Linked DNA regions of Zea mays: region 2 is linked to region 1. The links are chromatin contacts, called in public Hi-C maps. All regions are on one chromosome and are shown on one strand. Each heading gives the region's core, a stretch centred on a gene start, on an enhancer-like site or on the middle of the called end of the contact. The rest is flanking DNA. Distances are from core to core; before and after follow the strand shown.

Region 1 (3,043 bases), core at 378-2,877:
TGTCTCATGTAGACTTCCTCCAAAATATAATGAAAGAAGCAGTGAAGCACATTTTGAACATCAAGTTGCCTCAATGTTCATCCTCTAGAAACTGCTAACGATAGAATGATCCTGATGGTAGTTGCCTTAACCGTAAGACTGAAGGTTTCCTCATAATCTCTGTCATATCGCTGCTTAAAGCCTTTGGCCACCAGCCTGGCTTTATATCTATCTTATCTTCCATTTGTTTTTCGTTCTATTCCATAGACCCACTTATAATCTATAACATTCTTGGCACTACCAGAAGGAACTAGATATCAAGGATCATTTTTCATCTGTGCATCAAATTCTATATCCATAGCATCCTTCCAAAGTTCCAATTTTCATCAGCCAAAGCTTCAGACAGAAGTTCCCCTATAGTAGTTAGTTAGCTATATCGAACGTGAGAAATTTTACCATCTTTAAGTTCTGTATGAGGCCTCTGATCTGTGTAAACAGGTGCTGATGTGTCTGATGATAAAGTGCCAGCCTCTGAAGCTCCTACTTTGTGATATCCTGGCCCCAGTGGATGGTGATATCTTGGGCCAAAGGTTTAATAGAATTAATAGATTACTCATACCAACAAGGCGCCTCTTTTTTTTGGAAGTCTGTCTCGAAAGAACCTCTGGCTTAAGCGTGCTTGGCCAGCAGCAATTTTGGGATGGGTAACCGACCGGGAAGTTTTCCCGGGTGCACATGAATGAGGACAAAGTGCGCACAAAAGACTCGTGTTGGTCTGTGTGGATGATATATGATCCTAGAGTGCTGTTAGGAATAAGTACAGCCGGTCCGGGAGTGGAATGGGTGTTACATGCTCCTATGGAAACAAAGCCCCATGGTGGCTACTCCTACCGTGCTGGTGATGGTGGAGCACGGACATGGGATATTGCAGGTCCTAAAGATGCTTCTAACAAGTCATTATCTTCTGTTTTAAACAGACACTGATAATAGAGATGCGGAGCAACACGCATCTAAACAGCTAGTCTAGGTGCTGATAACATATGGTCAGAGGGCAGCACACCCTGCGTAGAAGGTGTTGCTGCATTAGTTGACACCCGAACATCTGTCTCACCTTCTTTGTCATGCCTGTTACTAGAATCTCCAAAAACTTCTTCAGTAGCATGAGCATTAGCAGATAAATCATTAGGAAACGAATGATCAGTTGTATTACAATTGCCCCTGGTGTCAAAGATAGATACATTTGAAGCATTATAGATTGGTTCTTCTGAGTCACTATAACTAGAAATTTTATTTTGACTGACAAAATTCTCAACCATTTGAAAGAACGATTGACCAAAACGACTATGCCACCAGTGAGGGGACATCTTGATGACACTAAGAGCCCCTCGCCGGAGGCTTGGTAATGGATAAAGACCATCTTCACATCTATCACAAAGCATAACCTTTCTCGTGCCCAAATCTTTAGAAAATGATAAGGAAAATATTCAAGGGAGACAGTTATCTTTGGAAGACTAATGGACAGAAACTAGATTCTCTGTAGCATGAGAAACATGTGAGACATTATTGAGATGCAAGATTTTCACAGAGGCAATGTTCTTAATTTTTATACCTGCCCCGTTGGCTGTGATGATCTGGTTTTTGCCCTTGTACTTGTTGTAGGCCATCAGCTTGTCTAGATCAGATATGATGTGATCAGTCGCAGCTGTGTCGAGGTACCAGTTGGTGTCTACACCATATGAGTGTCTGCAGTAGCAGTCTTGGTGTCTTCTAGAGCACGAAGTTGTTCTTGGTAAGCTTCATGTATTGCCCTAGGAGAGGCCTTAACACAACAGAGATTGTGGTAGACACCATGAAGAGTTGTTATCGTCGGATAGGGTTCTGGAGGTGGATAGATGGATGTTAGAATAGAATGTGCTTGTATATCATGCTATAGTTATATCAGATCAAGGGTCTACATGATTGTTCCATAATAAAGGAAGACCTTGACCATTTCTGATACCATGTAAGAAAACACGTCACTAGGTTTAAGTGTTCGCTCTGACCTATTAGGTCGATGGGGTTGAGTATATATAGGGCAGAATACTGCCATCAGGAGTTCAACTCGGGTGCAGCTACCTTAACCGACTTCTATTCTATATCTGGGACAGATCAAACCTGATTCTATCCTATCTTTAATCAGAGTCAGTTAAGGTCTTCCTCTATTACTCCCTCCGTCCCAGTATATAAGGCGTAACCACCTCTGGTTCAAAGACCAAGAAATGCATTTAATTGTCTCTATATCACTGCATCGATATACGTATGCATAGAGAGAGCACGCCTTATATTGTGAGACAAAAATAAAAAGTGGTTACGCCTTATATCCTGAGACGGAGGGAGTATAGAACAACCGTGTGGACCCCTAATATGATATGGTTGTAGCTTGATAAACGAGCACATTCTATTCTAACAGGCATGTCTAAGAGTGTGTTTCCCAGGCAAGACTGCCTGGCTTGGGCGTCCCCCCTAGCCTGTAATTTCTCAGGGGCCTGGGGCTATGATCAATGCCTGGCGGGAATCTTGCTTAGGAGGCTACAAAAAAGCCCCTAATACCATGGAACATGCTTCAGTATGAGCATATAGAGTGTGTATTGATATTTGATGGTCTCTGGCATTACTTATTTGGGGATCATTGTTTTATGCAAGCCACATTTGGGTCCTCTGAAAAAGAAACACTTGTCTCCATAAATGAAAACAATTCTCATTTTGCCTTTACAGTGTTAACTTATACAATAACATGTGGAACCTACTCCCATATGCCATAGACATAGTGGGATTTTGGCATACTGACTTTCACTACCGTTGGAGCAGACATCTATGATTTCTTTCATTATTGCATTATAGTGTATGATGTCTACTTTTCCTACCTTATTTGAAGGAAAACTCCTGCCATTTTGTGCTTTAAAATTATAGTGTATGAGTGATAAGTGATTAACGACCAACCTAGCAGGAACTAGATGACTTTATGTTAACAAGAAAGTAGGCACTCAAACTCACCTTGATGAGGACGTGAACTAGGTGACATTCA
Region 2 (3,043 bases), core at 248-2,747, 69 kb after region 1:
AAACTTCATAGTGAATGATCAGGAGGAGTGGCGGAGGACGGAAAAAAATTAGGTATGACTTTACACCATATAATTTAGCACACATCCATTTAAATTGTAGAAAAAAAATAGACAACATATATATATATAAGTAAAACATTGTCTAAAATAAGAATAAATTGTTAACAAACATGTGTGCACGACAATACATAATTCAAAGTCATGCTAATAATTTTAATACACACGTCTTGGAGACAGCCAATTGTATTTGCCTATCCTTCTCCTAAAATGCCTTCTTAATACTTACGAGCTATGAGCTATGAATTATATAATTTGCGACTATTATTATCTTTCTCAATTAAATGTGTTCTCCAATTAGGTATGACTTGGGCTATATCTAGCCACAATGGATCCTCCGCCTCTGATCACGAGTACAACCAAGAGTATTACCTCGCTGATGGTATCTATCTTTAGTGGCCGATGTTTGTGAAGACTGATGTCTAGGTGTGGTAACAGGTTCTAAAGTTTATTTTTAAACGTCTGATCGAACTAAGATGGTGCTCAATTTATATTCATATTTGAACTAATATTAATTTTGTGTTCAAACGAACTGCGAAGAAACGTGATCGTGATCTATTATCAGTCACCCCCTATCCCTGCTCCCCTCCCACTCATTTTTTCCCCCTTTGCTCAGGCGCCGACCCGGGCGACACGACGGCGACACCAAGTGCGCGGACGCAATAATCCTGTCCGTCCTTCCGCCCAGGCCCGGCCGCCGCACAATCATCTCGTCCCCAGCGCGCGCGCCTCGGGCTGTCGGGCACCATAAGCCGGGCGACGCGCAATGGGGTCAGCTAGCCCCGCTCCGATCCGCTGCCCACAGGATCCCAAGCCACCGTACCCGCGTACGCGACGCGACGGCGAGGTGGCGCGCGCGCGGGCGCGGGCGCGGGGACGACGGATTGATGCCCCCTGGCCTGGTCACATTTCTCCCGCATCTCGCCCGCGGCTTGCGTCCTTCCCGCCTTTACGTGTCCGTGGTCCTTCCTCGCAACCGCCATCATCATACGTGCCGCCACCCTCCAACATCTCAAGTGATCTTTTCCATGCATTGCATTGCATTGCATTGCGCCCAAAGCTGCCAAAAGAAATCTCGCAAGTGGATAGAGATTACATGCGTCTTTCGCATAGAAAAAGTATCGTGACGACCTGAACCATAGTAGCAGCTAGCAACAGTTTATTCAAGCTGAAAAGGGAAGCCCATCAATCGATCAGCTGCAGCTCCACTTTGCAGGGGACATGTGACAAGTAGCTGTACTGTACGTTATTGGTGTTGGATCCTGTTCCTGTACCCGTACGTTACTGCATGCATGACATGCATGTGAGCTGGCTGGGCCGTGTTCTGCAGCTGCGGGTTTTCTACCTGCTTGGTCAGTGTCACGTGTCAGTCTGCCTCCCTGTGCTGTGCATGCCATTTCCTACAAATCCTAGCGCGAGTGGTTACGGCCAGCAAGTCAGGTTCAGGGGGCCATGGACAGCTGGTACGCGTGGCTGTCGCGGACGGGGCTGGCGCCGTCGCTGGCGCACGAGTACGGGCGCCTCTTCAGCCGGAACAAGCTGGAGCCCCGGGACGCGCCGCACTTCGACCACGACCTGCTCAAGAGCATGGGCATCGCCGTCGCCAAGCACCGCCTCGAGATCCTCAAGCTGGCCAGGAAGCAGGACGCCGGCGCCTCGTCGTCCGCGGCCTCGCGGCTCGGGCGCAGGGCCACCAGGTGCCTGTCCCGGTGCGCGCGCCGGCTGGCAGGAGGCGGCGCGTGGAGGGCCGCGTCGTCGTCGGTCACCGTCGTCCCGAGGATCTGCGGCGGCGAAGACGCCGTCCGCGTCGGAGCAGTGCAGCGGAAGGGCACTGGTAGCGGCACCACCAAGAAGATGGTGCTCATGATCACCGACGGCGGCGTCGCCGGAGGAGGGTACGGCTACGGCCTCAGAGGCCGTGGCGGCGCGAGGCTGTCGTCGGCGTCGTCGCAGAAGGCGAGTCTGATGTTTCATGACGGGTACCAAGACGAGGAGGAGGAGATGGGAGACGACGAGGACGAGGACGGCGGCGCCGGTGACGGCGACATCAAGTGGGACTCCATGTTTCAGGACCTCAAACCCACGTGAGGATGAAGTTCTCCGATCTCCAGACTCCGGCTGCTGGAGTTTGATGTTGCTGCGTGAGTGAGTCGGTCGTCATGGCTTTGCTTGTGGGCTTCTGGTGTGAGAGAATTTTAACAACTCTCCTCATGCTGTCTGTCGTTCTCCCTTCCCTGAGAAGAGAACGTAATGTCGAAAATGTGTATTTTCCTCCACTGGTTTTGCGGTGTTAAAGCTTGAGCAAGAACCATAGGTGCCTGATCACTGCAATTGCAAGACCATATTTAAATGTTGTCGGGGTTTTTTTTACTTAGTTAGTACAGCTAGATCAACGTGCAAAATAGATTATGACCGAAGGAAAAGAAAAAAGGTGTAAGCATCGGACAACGACATCGTCATAGTTATTGCTACTGACTTTCATATAAAGGTACTGACTTTAATATGGAGTCTTTTAAGAAGTCTTTAAAAGTCTAATTAAAAAAAATAAAGAGACAGACTCTTTGCTAAGAGCCCATCTCTACACAATTATTCATACATATTGTTTCTTAAATATATTTATGATCTAGTTTCTCATAATTGTATCACGAGGTCTCTTAATTGTCTCTGATCCTTAAAAATCGAACCAGTCTTAGGGGTTGTACAAGCCCTAACGCCGCAACAGTTCTGTAGTTGTTTCTATGCAGCGCAGTTGAATGTGGCAATAGTTCTGTAGTTGTTTTTGTGCAGCGCAATTTCAACAAAAATCGAAATGACGCTACATTGGGGCCGTCATCACCGACTCACAGGCATGCCCAGATGGGAAGGCCGATAGGCCAACCGTACCTCGATGAAATTTGCGCAAGTGTCTATCGCGACAGCTAACAGACTATGGGGAAAGAAGCTTGATTTCAGACACTGAGTGGCCTTTCATATGATCACTCGTTGA

What was found. Hi-C and Micro-C count contacts between places; a contact is called where the count stands out from the background.
Region 2: a Hi-C map of root tip shows a contact between it and region 1, with 4 times the contacts expected there. The contact joins the promoter of LOC100276658 here to the enhancer-like site in region 1. A contact is called at or near these places in 13 of 25 Hi-C or Micro-C datasets (bundle sheath, ear, leaf and 3 more).

The regions. Positions count from the first base shown.
Region 1 is chr9:98,708,379-98,711,421 of Zm-B73-REFERENCE-NAM-5.0, forward strand. The region is part of intron 15 of LOC103638720 (transcription initiation factor TFIID subunit 1); the gene reads left to right. Among protein-coding and RNA genes, the nearest start is that of LOC103638720, 24 kb to the left of the region's middle. Within about 2 kb of position 1,628, at least 1 of the 20 cell types and tissues checked has an H3K27ac peak or open chromatin away from gene starts, as enhancers often do. A contact at or near this core is called in root tip, where this site is marked.
Region 2 is chr9:98,777,883-98,780,925 of Zm-B73-REFERENCE-NAM-5.0, forward strand. It overlaps LOC100276658, which reads left to right and starts at 1,498. Exons shown (of 1, transcript NM_001150390.2): 1 at 1,498-2,424. The coding sequence starts at 1,510. The coding sequence ends at 2,145.